Linked DNA regions of Mus musculus: region 1 is linked to region 2. The links are chromatin contacts, called in public HiChIP or PLAC-seq maps. All regions are on one chromosome and are shown on one strand. Each heading gives the region's core, a stretch centred on a gene start, on an enhancer-like site or on the middle of the called end of the contact. The rest is flanking DNA. Distances are from core to core; before and after follow the strand shown.

Region 1 (5,711 bases), core at 2,042-4,541, 140 kb before region 2:
TAACAACTGTCAGGGAACGGCCAACTGTGATCTTAAGGCTTCACACAGACACTGCTGTATTTGCGGGTCAGAGCTTGCCAGCCCCCTACAACAGTTTGCCGAGATTTCTCTGTCCTGGTGAAGCCTTGGCCTGATGCTCATTCGCCAAGCCAGTGTATGTATGTCCCGAGTGGCAGTCTCTGGTTTCCTTTTCAAATGAAGGTCCTTCATCAGAGGCTCTTCTCTCTACTTGTGTTTGAGAACTGCATACTCTAGAGACAGTCTCCAACCCAAAGCTCTCGTTGATTGAGGGCATGTAAACGTTCAGCCACTGTTCGCTTTTCTCTATAAGCAAAGATGTCGGGCTTGCTTGGTCTGCTCAGCGATGCTTCTTTCCTTTTTATTGTTTTTTATGTTTTATTTATTTTTATAACATATTTTATTATATATAATATGTTTTATATATTATATATTACACATTACATATTACACATATACTATATATTGTATATGTTTTCCCTGAGTGAATGAATGTCTGTGCAACACAGGCGTGCCTGGTGTCTGTGGAGGCCAGAAGAGGGCATGGGATTTCTTCACTGGAGTTATAGATGGTCATATATGGGCTGGGAATTGAACCTGGATCCTCTACGAGAGGAGACAGTGCTCTACACTCCAGGCTCCATTGTTGTTTTTAAGTGTGTGTGTGTGTGTCTGTGTGTGTGTGTGTGTGTGTAATTGTGTATGTGGAATCCAAAAGACAACCTCATGTGTTATCCTCAGGAATGCCATTCACGTCCTTTGATACCTGGTCTCTCACCGAGTAGGCGAGGCTGCTGTAACAGCAAGCCCCCAGCTCTGAGATTACAAGTGTGTGTTTCTGTGTCCCGCTTTATCCATCGGTTCTGGGGATCTGAGCGCAGGTCCCATGTTTGTGTGATAAGCACCTTACCAACTGAGCCCAGCCTCCTCCACTGCTGTTTAAGACAATGACCCCTGTTCCAAGTACAACTCCATTTTCCCCAATACTGGACATTCACTCTTCTCTCCCAAATCTTAATTGAAAATCTAAGTACACATTGCACGTTAGTTGCTAACTGCTATTTCTAAGACCAGTGAGAACACTTGGCAACAACAAAGCTCAGGCCTGAAACGACCAGCTCCCAAGGGCATGGCCAATTGGAGGTGGCCCCATGTGCACCAAGGAGCACTCTAGTTCCTGGCGTCTAGGTAACCAGGTTTATCAGTGCACACAGGTGCACATTTGGACCCAGGAGAGACAACATTTTAAGGCAGGACCTCGAGTATCTCCAAAGAGCTAATTGGCCCCACAGCCACCACTGCTTGATGTTTTGGGAATGGGGCAGTCTATTTCTACCTCCTCATCTTCAAGAGGGAGCTTGGGTTATCTGTAAATTCCAACCCTTGGAGAAAAGAAAGCACTAGAAATCGTCTGTCTGGCCACTCTTGGCCTCTGTGTCTCCTCCCAAGAAAGTAAAAATGATGTGCTGGCTGAGGGGAAGCTATTGCTTGTCTTTAGTCCCCTTGCCCTTAAATTCAGAGGATTCGTTTCCAGGATGCTATGAGTTGGACTATGTTTTCCTCATAGTGATATGTTGAAGTCCTAACCCCCAACACTTGAGAATATAAGGAAACAGTGTGATGTGGTTTAAAGGAGTTTATATGGTTCCTGATACTATATGACTGGTATCTTTACACAATGAAGATATTTGGGCTCGGGGACAGACATGAGTAAAAGGGCTGGCAACGTGCAGAGGCAGAGAGAATTAACTGCAGTAGTAGAAGCAGCAACCAAGGTGATACTGCCACAAGCCAAAGGCTATTTGGGGCTACTAGAGGCTGGAAGCGCCAGAGGAGAACCAGTCCCTGGAGGCTTCAGACAAACAGGGTCCTGCAACAGCTTACCCCCAGGCTTCTATCTAACTCCTAGAACTGTGATACCATAAATTGCTGTTGCACTAAGCCCATAGGAAGCTAACACACAAGATAAACACTCATTTTGCTCTGTAATACCTTCCCTTACAAAGAAACTTGCAGGGATCCAGTCTATGGTACTCGGGCATTCAACTCACAAGACTCAGCATCCAAAGCCCAGATAACAAAAGCCAAATCACTTCCGAATGGATTCAGAGCAAAGTAGTGATGATGTCCATGCTTCATCTGAGAGAAGCAATCAGAGGAGCACCTGTGGGAGCCACGTGGAATTGACACTGGATGGCACACGCATGATCATGCTAGATCAAAGTTACTGCCATCTTACCTGTTAAGCTGAAATGCCACTGCTGTCTGGACAGTTGACTAAGCTTTACTGGGAGCAGGGTCTGCGGTAATTGATTAGCCCAGTGATAAATAAGTGAAGACTTCTGCTTGCCACGAAAAGTTGCTGTGTCCTGCTCTTGGGACTCTTTGATAAAGCAGAACGATTGGGCATAAAGACATCTGAATGACACAGGAACAAGAAAAGCTGAAGGTCCTTACCCACCGTGAGATCCTGCCTCTTAAGAAGTGGCATTCCAGGGAACGCGCTGTTAAACCTTCCATTAGAAGAGACTCCATGGTCATAGACATGAAAAGAGCTTGTCACAAAACAAAACAAACCTTCCTCTTCCACTACCCCTAGTCCCCTCAGAACCCTTCCAACACTGTATGCTTTATGGGTTTTCTTCTAGGACATGGAATGGAATGTGTGGTCTCAGAGTTCTTTGTAACGAGCAAGGAGCTGGTCTCAGGACCAGTGTCCCAAGGGACACTGGATTAAGAAACATGGAGAGAACACCTTGGGAGGTAGTCTAAAACACAGAATTTTCATATTGCAATCTGATCAAAATACTCAGCTTCCAGTTCTCTTTTGCCTTTAGAGGTAGGGTGTGATGTAGCCCAAGGCTTGAACTCGCCACGTACTCAAGGTTAGTCTTGATCGCCATGCCTCCATTTCCCACGAGTTAGGATGGCAGATGTGGCCCACAACTCCCAGCCCATCTGTGTTTTCTTCCCAGGCAGAGCTCTGTGCCCACGCCTGTGGTTCACCTTCCCTCCCCTGTTGCAATGTAGGCTCAGTTTGTCCTCTTGTAACTTCCTCCGACTTGGGGCTGCTGCAGCAGCACCGTGAGAGCAATCACCAGGATTTCCTGCTCTGAATGCTGACTGTTTCTCAGAAATAGATCGATTCCTAACCAAGGACCGCTCTAGGCTTGTACTGAAGGGTTTACACGATGGCCCCAGATACTCTGTGTGCCCATCGATGCTGCAGATTATCAAGACTGCAATGTTCCTTCTAGAAGGTTAATGTTTACCTTGCTGCAGGAAGTACAACCGCGTCTTCATAAATCACAAGTTACAAACTCCTTCACCATTGGATCACACGACCTTCAGCAGCTATCTTAAGGTAATTCATGAGAAACAACTGTGATGTTAGGGAGGGGGCAGGGTAGAAACTCCCTCTTTTCCTGGGGTCCCACACTCTTACCTCACTCACCATCAGAGTTTTACAATGTGGCATGTGATAAGTTAAATAAGAAATAAGTAGAAGCTTTATTCATATAAAGAATCAACGTCACAGCCATTTTCCATAACTGTTTTCCTCCTGGAACATTACAGGACCTGTATAGTGGGGTAGTTTTATGGATCTTTTTTTTTCCTCAGTAGAAACCCTAGGTAAATAGCCTCAAGCAAAACTACAAAGGAGAGCGTAGGCCTTTAGTTGACTATCTTTGCTTTCTCTGCTCTCAGCTTTCAGAGCTCCAACCCCATCATACTCTCTTTCAATGAATAATTCACAATAAGACTTTAGTATATGTTGAGTGATTTTTTTTTAAAGAAGGGGTCTCATTAGGTTGCCTACCTTGAAAGAATGATCCTCATGCCTGATCCTGCCATTTAGCTGGGAGCACAGGTGTGGTCCACAGCACCCAGAAGTGTGAGTTTCTTTGTTCTGGGAAACAATGGTAACCTCAGGCATAGAAGACAACAGGCTTTTCTTGAGGAATGTGGATATAGAGTCATAAAAGGATCAGGAGAAAGTGTGGGCCAGAACCTGCTTAGCCTAGAATGTCCCTTCTGAAGGCGTGAACAAGGCCCACCCCAGACAACTTCGACAGTCCATTTCTGCCACCTCCCAACACTGTAGTTTTGTCTCTTTAACTGCCATACCATTTCTAGTCCCTTGCAGTACTCAATAAGGTCCTTTGACCATGACTGGATTCAATCTTATAACCACTGTGCCCATTCTAAACTAATGATCTTATAAATCTCTCCCTGCTAGCAATCTCCCTAACCCACACTTCATATGCATAAACTCCAGTCTTTCCTAGCTTCAGGGCTTCTGTGGTGCAACCTGAATTCCATTCCATCATTAAGCGAAGTAAGGTTCTTGAGTCCCTACTTTCTGTCAGACACTGTTGTTGAGCCGTTGTTCTCACCCTTCGGCTACCCGCTGGAACCATTTGGAGAGCTTCTGAGAAATCACTGTGTCAGGGACTCACCTCGAGAGTCTAACTTGATCAGTTCAGAGTGGAGCTTAGACAGTGGGACTCGAAAGCTCTCCAGACATCTAATACATGGGCAAGTCAGTCACCATTTCCTCAGGTATGAAAGGGCCAGCAATAAAGGATGAAGAACATGCGTTGTGAGCTGGAGGGCCTGAGTTTGAATCCCCATAAGTCCACGTAGGTAAGCATCAGTGCATCTGCTGGTGCTCCTGTAGACAGTGGGAGGTAGAAAGAGGAGACTCCTTGGACGATTATGTTCCATGCATCCCAGTGTACAGTATCCAGTGGCAAACAAGGCAGACAGTAAACACAGATACTCAGTGTTGTCTTCTGACCTCCACACTCGTGTCACAACACTCACACACATGCATGTATTCACACATGAATGTGCACTTACATATTTCATAAGCACATATACTTTATACATATCATACATGAATATACATCATATGCAGATATCACATGCATATACTTTATACATATCATACATCAAACAAATGCATATCACACACACACAATTTTTTAGAAACGGTAAAAGCAGGATGAGCCTGGAATTGTATGAGTGGGTATAGTATAGTTGTCTTAGTTAGGATTTGTATTCCTGCACAAACATCATGACCAAGAAGCAGTTGGGGAGGTAAGGATTTATTCGGCTTACACTTCCATACTGCTGTTCATCACCAAGGAAGTCAGGACTGGAACTCAAGCAGGTCAGGAAGCAGGAGCCAATGCAGAGGCCATGGAGGGATGCTACTTACTGGCTTGCTTCCCCTGGCTTGCTCAGCCTGCTCTCTTATAGAACCCAAGACTACCAGCCCAGGGATGGCACCACCCACAAGGGGCCTTTCCCCCTTGATCACTAATTGAGAAAATGCCTTGTAGCCGGATCTCATGAAGGCATTTTCCCCAACTGAAGCTCCTTTCTCTGTGATAAATCCAGCCTGTGTCAAGTTGACACACAAAACCAGCCAGTACAATAGTGTTGAGATATTAAATAAAAAAACATTTAATTTTAAGAGTCTAGAAAATATTTTTAAAACAATGATAAGCAATTACTTTCTTCCAAATCTATAATCACTTGATACTCAATACCAAATGCAAACTAGGGAGCCAGGGAAGCTTAATTCAAGGAGACAAGTTCAGCTATGATAAATGAGTGAACGGCCTAAGAGAGGCTCTGGATCCTTTTCAGCAACACCATTAGTCTGAATGCAAGGTGTTGTTTCA
Region 2 (5,141 bases), core at 390-2,889:
TAATTCATACCCTTTATATCTTGCTAACAAGTTTAAATGCAATCAGTTTGGGATCATAAGAGTACTCTTTTCTTAAATAATCTATTGTTTTAATATGTCTTTTGAAAGAACACTGTTTTGAAGATGATAAAGGTTTAATATGATGCTTAAGGTGATCAGATCTAAAAACATGCATACAATCAATTCTAAACAAGTCTGTATTTATATATTTATTCATAAACATATATGTGTGTGTGTGTGTGTGTGTGTAACAATAATAATTAAAAAGAGGCCATGAATTTGAGAGGGGGCCATAGGAGGTGTTGGTGGGGGAATTTATGAAATTAACATTTTAATTAAAAATTGCTACTTAAGTCTATACTTGTATAGCTGTTAAAAATAAGTCAAGTCCATATTACCCTTAGAGTGATTATTAGGACCTGTGGATATAAGGAATACTGAAAACCCAGTATTAGAATGAAAATTATGGGGCAAGAAGAAAAAGGTTTTAAATTGCTTTTGTATCCTTCCATCCAAAAATGCTAAATAAATTTAGGATCTAGGGCTTTTCCACAGACACAAAGCTTACATCTTACTCTGTTGTATGTGTCTAAATAGATTCACCGAAATTGAGGACATTCAAATGAAACAAAACCCAGAATACTCAAAACAGAAACTTAAAAATAGAAAAACAAACAAAAACATCCAAGCCCATTCATGTATCTATGTTTTCAGGTTAAAAAAATAGCAATTTTTGAATATTAAATAACCAGGAAATGGAGAATCTAACAAAAAAGGAGGAAGAATGGATATGATCATATGTCATGGTATCCACGTTCAAAGAGTATTTTTTTAACTACAAGAAAAGTCAAACACTGTTGGAGCCTTATGGGACTCAGGCTCGGAGCGTTTGGGGTGGGGGTGGGGGCTGAAGATCCCTGTTCATCCAGGGTTTTGTGGACCAGGTGAGCACTGTGCAGTGTTCCCTGCTAGCATCCCTAGCTTCTACAGGAACCCAACTACATCCTCCATCCCGAATCCCAAGACAAAATTAACAAAATGGCTTTAGCCAGCTGTGCCACCCAAATGGTATTTGAGGGCGAGAAGTCTCTTAGTTCCAAAGCTGCTCACCATTGTATCCCACAATTCTTGATATAAGGGGGAAAAAGTGAAATCTTGTTTCTGGTCTGGGACGGATTCCACCAAGTGACTCAGTCTTCTTACAAAAAAAAAAAACAAAAACAAAAAGGAAAAGCTTTTTTGCCTATGAGGTCAGGATTAATTAGTCACTACCGTTTGGGAGTGTGCTGTGTTTACTGAGTTATGAGAGAGAAATTCACTGGTAAATTCGTGACCAAAAGGGGACTTCCTCACTCTGTAGAATTCCGCTCGCTCTCCCGGGAAGAGCAGGAATCCTGTCTCCTGTTCCAGTCTCGCCTTTCCTTCTGCTCTGAGGAATGGGTGTATTCTCCGTACGTACGTACTTACGTGCGTACGTATGCCATACCCCCTTTGAATTCTCTCGACCTAAAGGGAATGCCGAAGGAGCCCCCACTACCAGTGAGGAAAGTTGGGGGAAAGGGTCTGGGTTAAGCATTAATCCAAGAATCAGTGTGCAGCCGGGGAGAAGGTCACACTGGGTAAATAATCAGCTGTACCTGGGCTGAGCTGCCTTTTCCACTGCCAAACACAAACCTTCCGGTTACTAGGCAACGGCCGTGACTCGCACCCTGAATACTTCACTACAATGAAATGTCCAGCCCCCACATTTCCAGGAAATGCCCTTCTTTTAAGTCACTGGGGACCTGGGCGAACAGTCACTCAGGGTATCAGGTACCTTAGCCTGCCACTTGTCAGTGCCTGAGGGATGTAAGCTTAGGACAAACACAGATGTGCTGACCTGACCGTGAGAAGGAAGAGCGGAGTGGGGAAAAGCTGTACAGTGAATCACCTCCTTCACAGAATGACCCACGGGAGATGAAATCCATTGCCTTTAGAGAGGGAAAAGCGCACACTCCTAATCACTAAAATAGCCCAAGGTCCCAGAAGGTCACACCGTAACTTAGTGGCGGAGAGATAGGCTCTGGATCCAGATAGCTTCTATCGCTGTGATAGATATCTGAGGTTAGCTTGTCACTCCTCAGATGTGGACAGATAGCACCTGCCAGGTGAAGTGGCTGTGGGTGTTGACACCAATAATCAGGAAGTGCTAGAGCGGCCAAGCAGCTGTTATTCTGTGTACGCTGGGGAAGGGACATCTGGCCTCCAGGGAGGCCCAGCTAAATTAGGTAGAAAGGCACGGAAGGAAGGCACAGATAAGTGGGACCATATAGGAAGATATGAGAATCCTGATTACAGAAATTGTAACTAAACCACTTCATTTCTGAGGCTCTCCAGAATTCCATACTTTGCAAATCGGATGTTGAAAAGCCACATTAGCACTACACCGTGAGAATTTGTCTCGTGACTCCTAACATAAGAAGAAAGCAGCTTTCGTTTTTTTACTTCTTTTTCATACCACAGGCTACATCACAAATTTTTTTTGTAGAATTTATAATGGGACATGTAATTATACAAAGTAGCCACATGAAATTCTGGGAGCTTCTATCTGACGGATATGCAAATAAGCAGACGTGACCGACTCCAGGTTCTTCGGGGTCTTAACAAAATGTAGGATGATTCCAGTCTGCATGTGTATGGGCAGTACTTTCAGCGGCCGCCGTAGGTCCTCAGTAGAGTGCTTGGCTAGAGGCCAGCGACTGCATCGTTGTAAAACATGGAGTCTACCCTCTCAGCTCGGAACTAGTAGGAAAGAGAAGCCCGAGTAAGTAGCGAGCCGGGACGCTTTGTGGGACTGTGAACAGGTGCATGATGGCAGAGGGGAGGTCAGATGTTAAGGGATCCTGTGGGTACAGTGTGACTCACCTGGGGCCAGGAGTTCAGATGGACCAGAAGATGTTCTGTGTCTAAGACCTGTGGGAGCCATGACACATGAAGGCAGAATGAGGAGTGGTGGGTGAGCCTTTCTTCCCGCTGAACCCGCATCAGGGTCTGTTGCGTCTGGGTGGGGCTGGTGAGCTTTGGGTCCTACCACTTTCTTAAGGAAGTGGTAGGACCCAAAGCCCATTGAGGACCCTGCTTCTGGGAGCTGCCCCCAAGCCAGACATCATGAGTTGAGTTAGCCAGACATCTCGTTTGGCTGTAAACACAGAAGCACACTTTCTTGTTCAGTAGCTATGGAGACATTTTTTTTTTTCTTTCTATTTTGTTTTGAAGCAGGGTCTCATCTAGCTAGGGCTGGCCTTGAACCCCTCCTGTTCCTACCTCTGCTTGCCAAGTGCTAGGATTACAGGCAAATGGATGGAAAGACAAATTATTAAAAATCAGGCAAATTATCACACATTTTCTTCATGCAGATTCTAGATTTTATATACATACATACATACATAGATGGATGTTAGTTTGCTCATAAATTATGCTGCGTATATGTATGTATTTTGTATATAATATATATATTACATATATAATACATACATTAACTTCTGCAGTGTGTGTGTGTGTTTACATGAATATGACAACTAGGTTAAAACTGGAGTGATGTGCTATCCATTAAAAAAAAAATCAAATATAAGATGGAAAATTTACTACCCGAACGTTCTCTTCTTGTTTGATAAAGTGTTTACTCTTAAGCATTAGTGGATGGGATGGACACTGGGCACGGCCTCTGTAAACCAAGGTCTGCAGTGTCAGCAGCTGGGATTTAGCTGAGTGGCGGAGCACAGACCTACGATGCACACACAGGCCCTGGGTTTGATCTGCAGCGCTAGAAGGTAACTTGCAGATCCCTCCTTTTGCTTTGTGTTTCTTCCTCTTTTCCCTTTGTGTTACATTTTATTCATCTGTATGCTACATATGCAGTGGTGCTCAGAGTACAAGCTGCAGGAGTCCTTCTCTATGTCACCTGGGGACTCAGACACCTGTTGTTGAGCCTGGGGCTTCCTCCTGTAGAACCATCTTGTTGACCTTCCATTTTAAGTACTTTAAAAATCTTGTTTCCTTCAATGTGTATGCATGTTTTGCCTGTGTGTGTGTGTGTGTGTGTGTGTGTGTGTGTGTGTTCATTGTGTGCTGGTGCCTGCAGAGGTCAGAAGAGGGTGCCAGATCCCCCCTGGAGCTCAGATTACTGATAGTTGTAAAGCTGCCTTCTAGGTGTTGGGAACAGAACATTGGTTTGTGCTCTAAACCACTGAGCCATTTCCCCAGCTTCAATTTTCAATACTTTAGAAAAGCTTATTAAATATCAGCCATGTTAAACGTACTTAGACTAACTAGAGTTATTTCCTAGGACTGGCTTTGTAGTGCTATGATGGTCAGCTGGTAGCACACTGGTGACCTTTCGCTCCTCTGGGCTGACCTCTGAGCTCACCCGGCAACTCCCGACCATTAAACTTGCTTCTCACTAACCACATCTTGTTCTGGAAGTTTTCAGCTTTTAGGTTCCACTTAAAATAATTATCTGTAGTATTAATGATTAATATTTTTTCTCTGATGAGCCTGAATCAAGAAGTCTGTATTAAAATCATACTTAATTAGAGGCACGTGGCGGAGAACATGCTTTGGACTGGGGGGGGAGGGGCATGTCTGAAGCTAGCCTGGGCAATATCTTGTTTCATGCAGCAAACACAATTAATAGTGATGTCTTATTTAGCTGGATTCATTCCAGTAGGACAGGGTATTCCACATCAGGCCCCCCACAAAGCTTGCTTCCTTTCCTTTCCTTTCCTTTCCTTTCCTTTCCTTTCCTTTCCTTTCCTTTCCTTTCCTTTCCTTCTTTTCTTTCTTTCTTCTTCTTCTTCTTCTTCTTCTTCTTCTTCTTCTTCTTCTTCTTCTTCTTCTTCTTCTTCTTCTTCTCCTTCTCCTTCTCCTTCTCCTTCTCCTTCTCCTTCTCCTTCTCCTTCTCCTTCTCCTTCTCCTTCTCCTCCTCCTCCTCCTCCTCCTCCTCCTCCTCCTCCTCCTCCTCCTCCTCCTCCTCCTCTTCTTCTTCTTCCTTCTCTCTCTCTCTCTCTCTCTCTCTCTCTCTCTCTCTCTCTCTCTCTCTCTTCCCCCCCTTGTGCTATTTAGATGCCTAAGTAGTAGTAAGTGGAATTCAGCAGGTTTTTTTC

Evidence for each region. HiChIP or PLAC-seq counts read pairs in DNA pulled down with a chosen protein or histone mark.
Region 1: a contact with region 2 is called in an H3K27ac HiChIP or PLAC-seq map of trophoblast stem cells, with 9 read pairs. The contact joins two enhancer-like sites. A contact is called at or near these places in 1 of 39 promoter capture datasets (neural stem cells), 1 of 15 datasets of contacts at CTCF or cohesin (the NIH/3T3 cell line), 4 of 484 Hi-C or Micro-C datasets (bone marrow-derived macrophages, embryonic fibroblasts, embryonic stem cells and 1 more), 26 of 115 datasets of contacts at active chromatin or transcription factors (the NIH/3T3 cell line, bone marrow-derived macrophages, craniofacial prominence and 17 more) and 2 of 9 other capture datasets (adipose tissue and liver).

What each region holds. Positions count from the first base shown.
Region 1 is chr3:131,502,346-131,508,056 of GRCm38.p6, reverse strand. No RefSeq gene overlaps it. Among named protein-coding and RNA genes, the nearest start is that of Gm36863, 3.9 kb to the left of the region's middle. Within about 2 kb of position 3,291, at least 21 of the 459 cell types and tissues checked have an H3K27ac peak or open chromatin away from gene starts, as enhancers often do. A contact at or near this core is called in trophoblast stem cells, where this site is marked.
Region 2 is chr3:131,361,394-131,366,534 of GRCm38.p6, reverse strand. The region is part of intron 1 of Sgms2 (sphingomyelin synthase 2); the gene reads left to right. Among named protein-coding and RNA genes, the nearest start is that of Cyp2u1, 61 kb to the right of the region's middle. Within about 2 kb of position 1,639, at least 163 of the 459 cell types and tissues checked have an H3K27ac peak or open chromatin away from gene starts, as enhancers often do. A contact at or near this core is called in trophoblast stem cells, where this site is marked.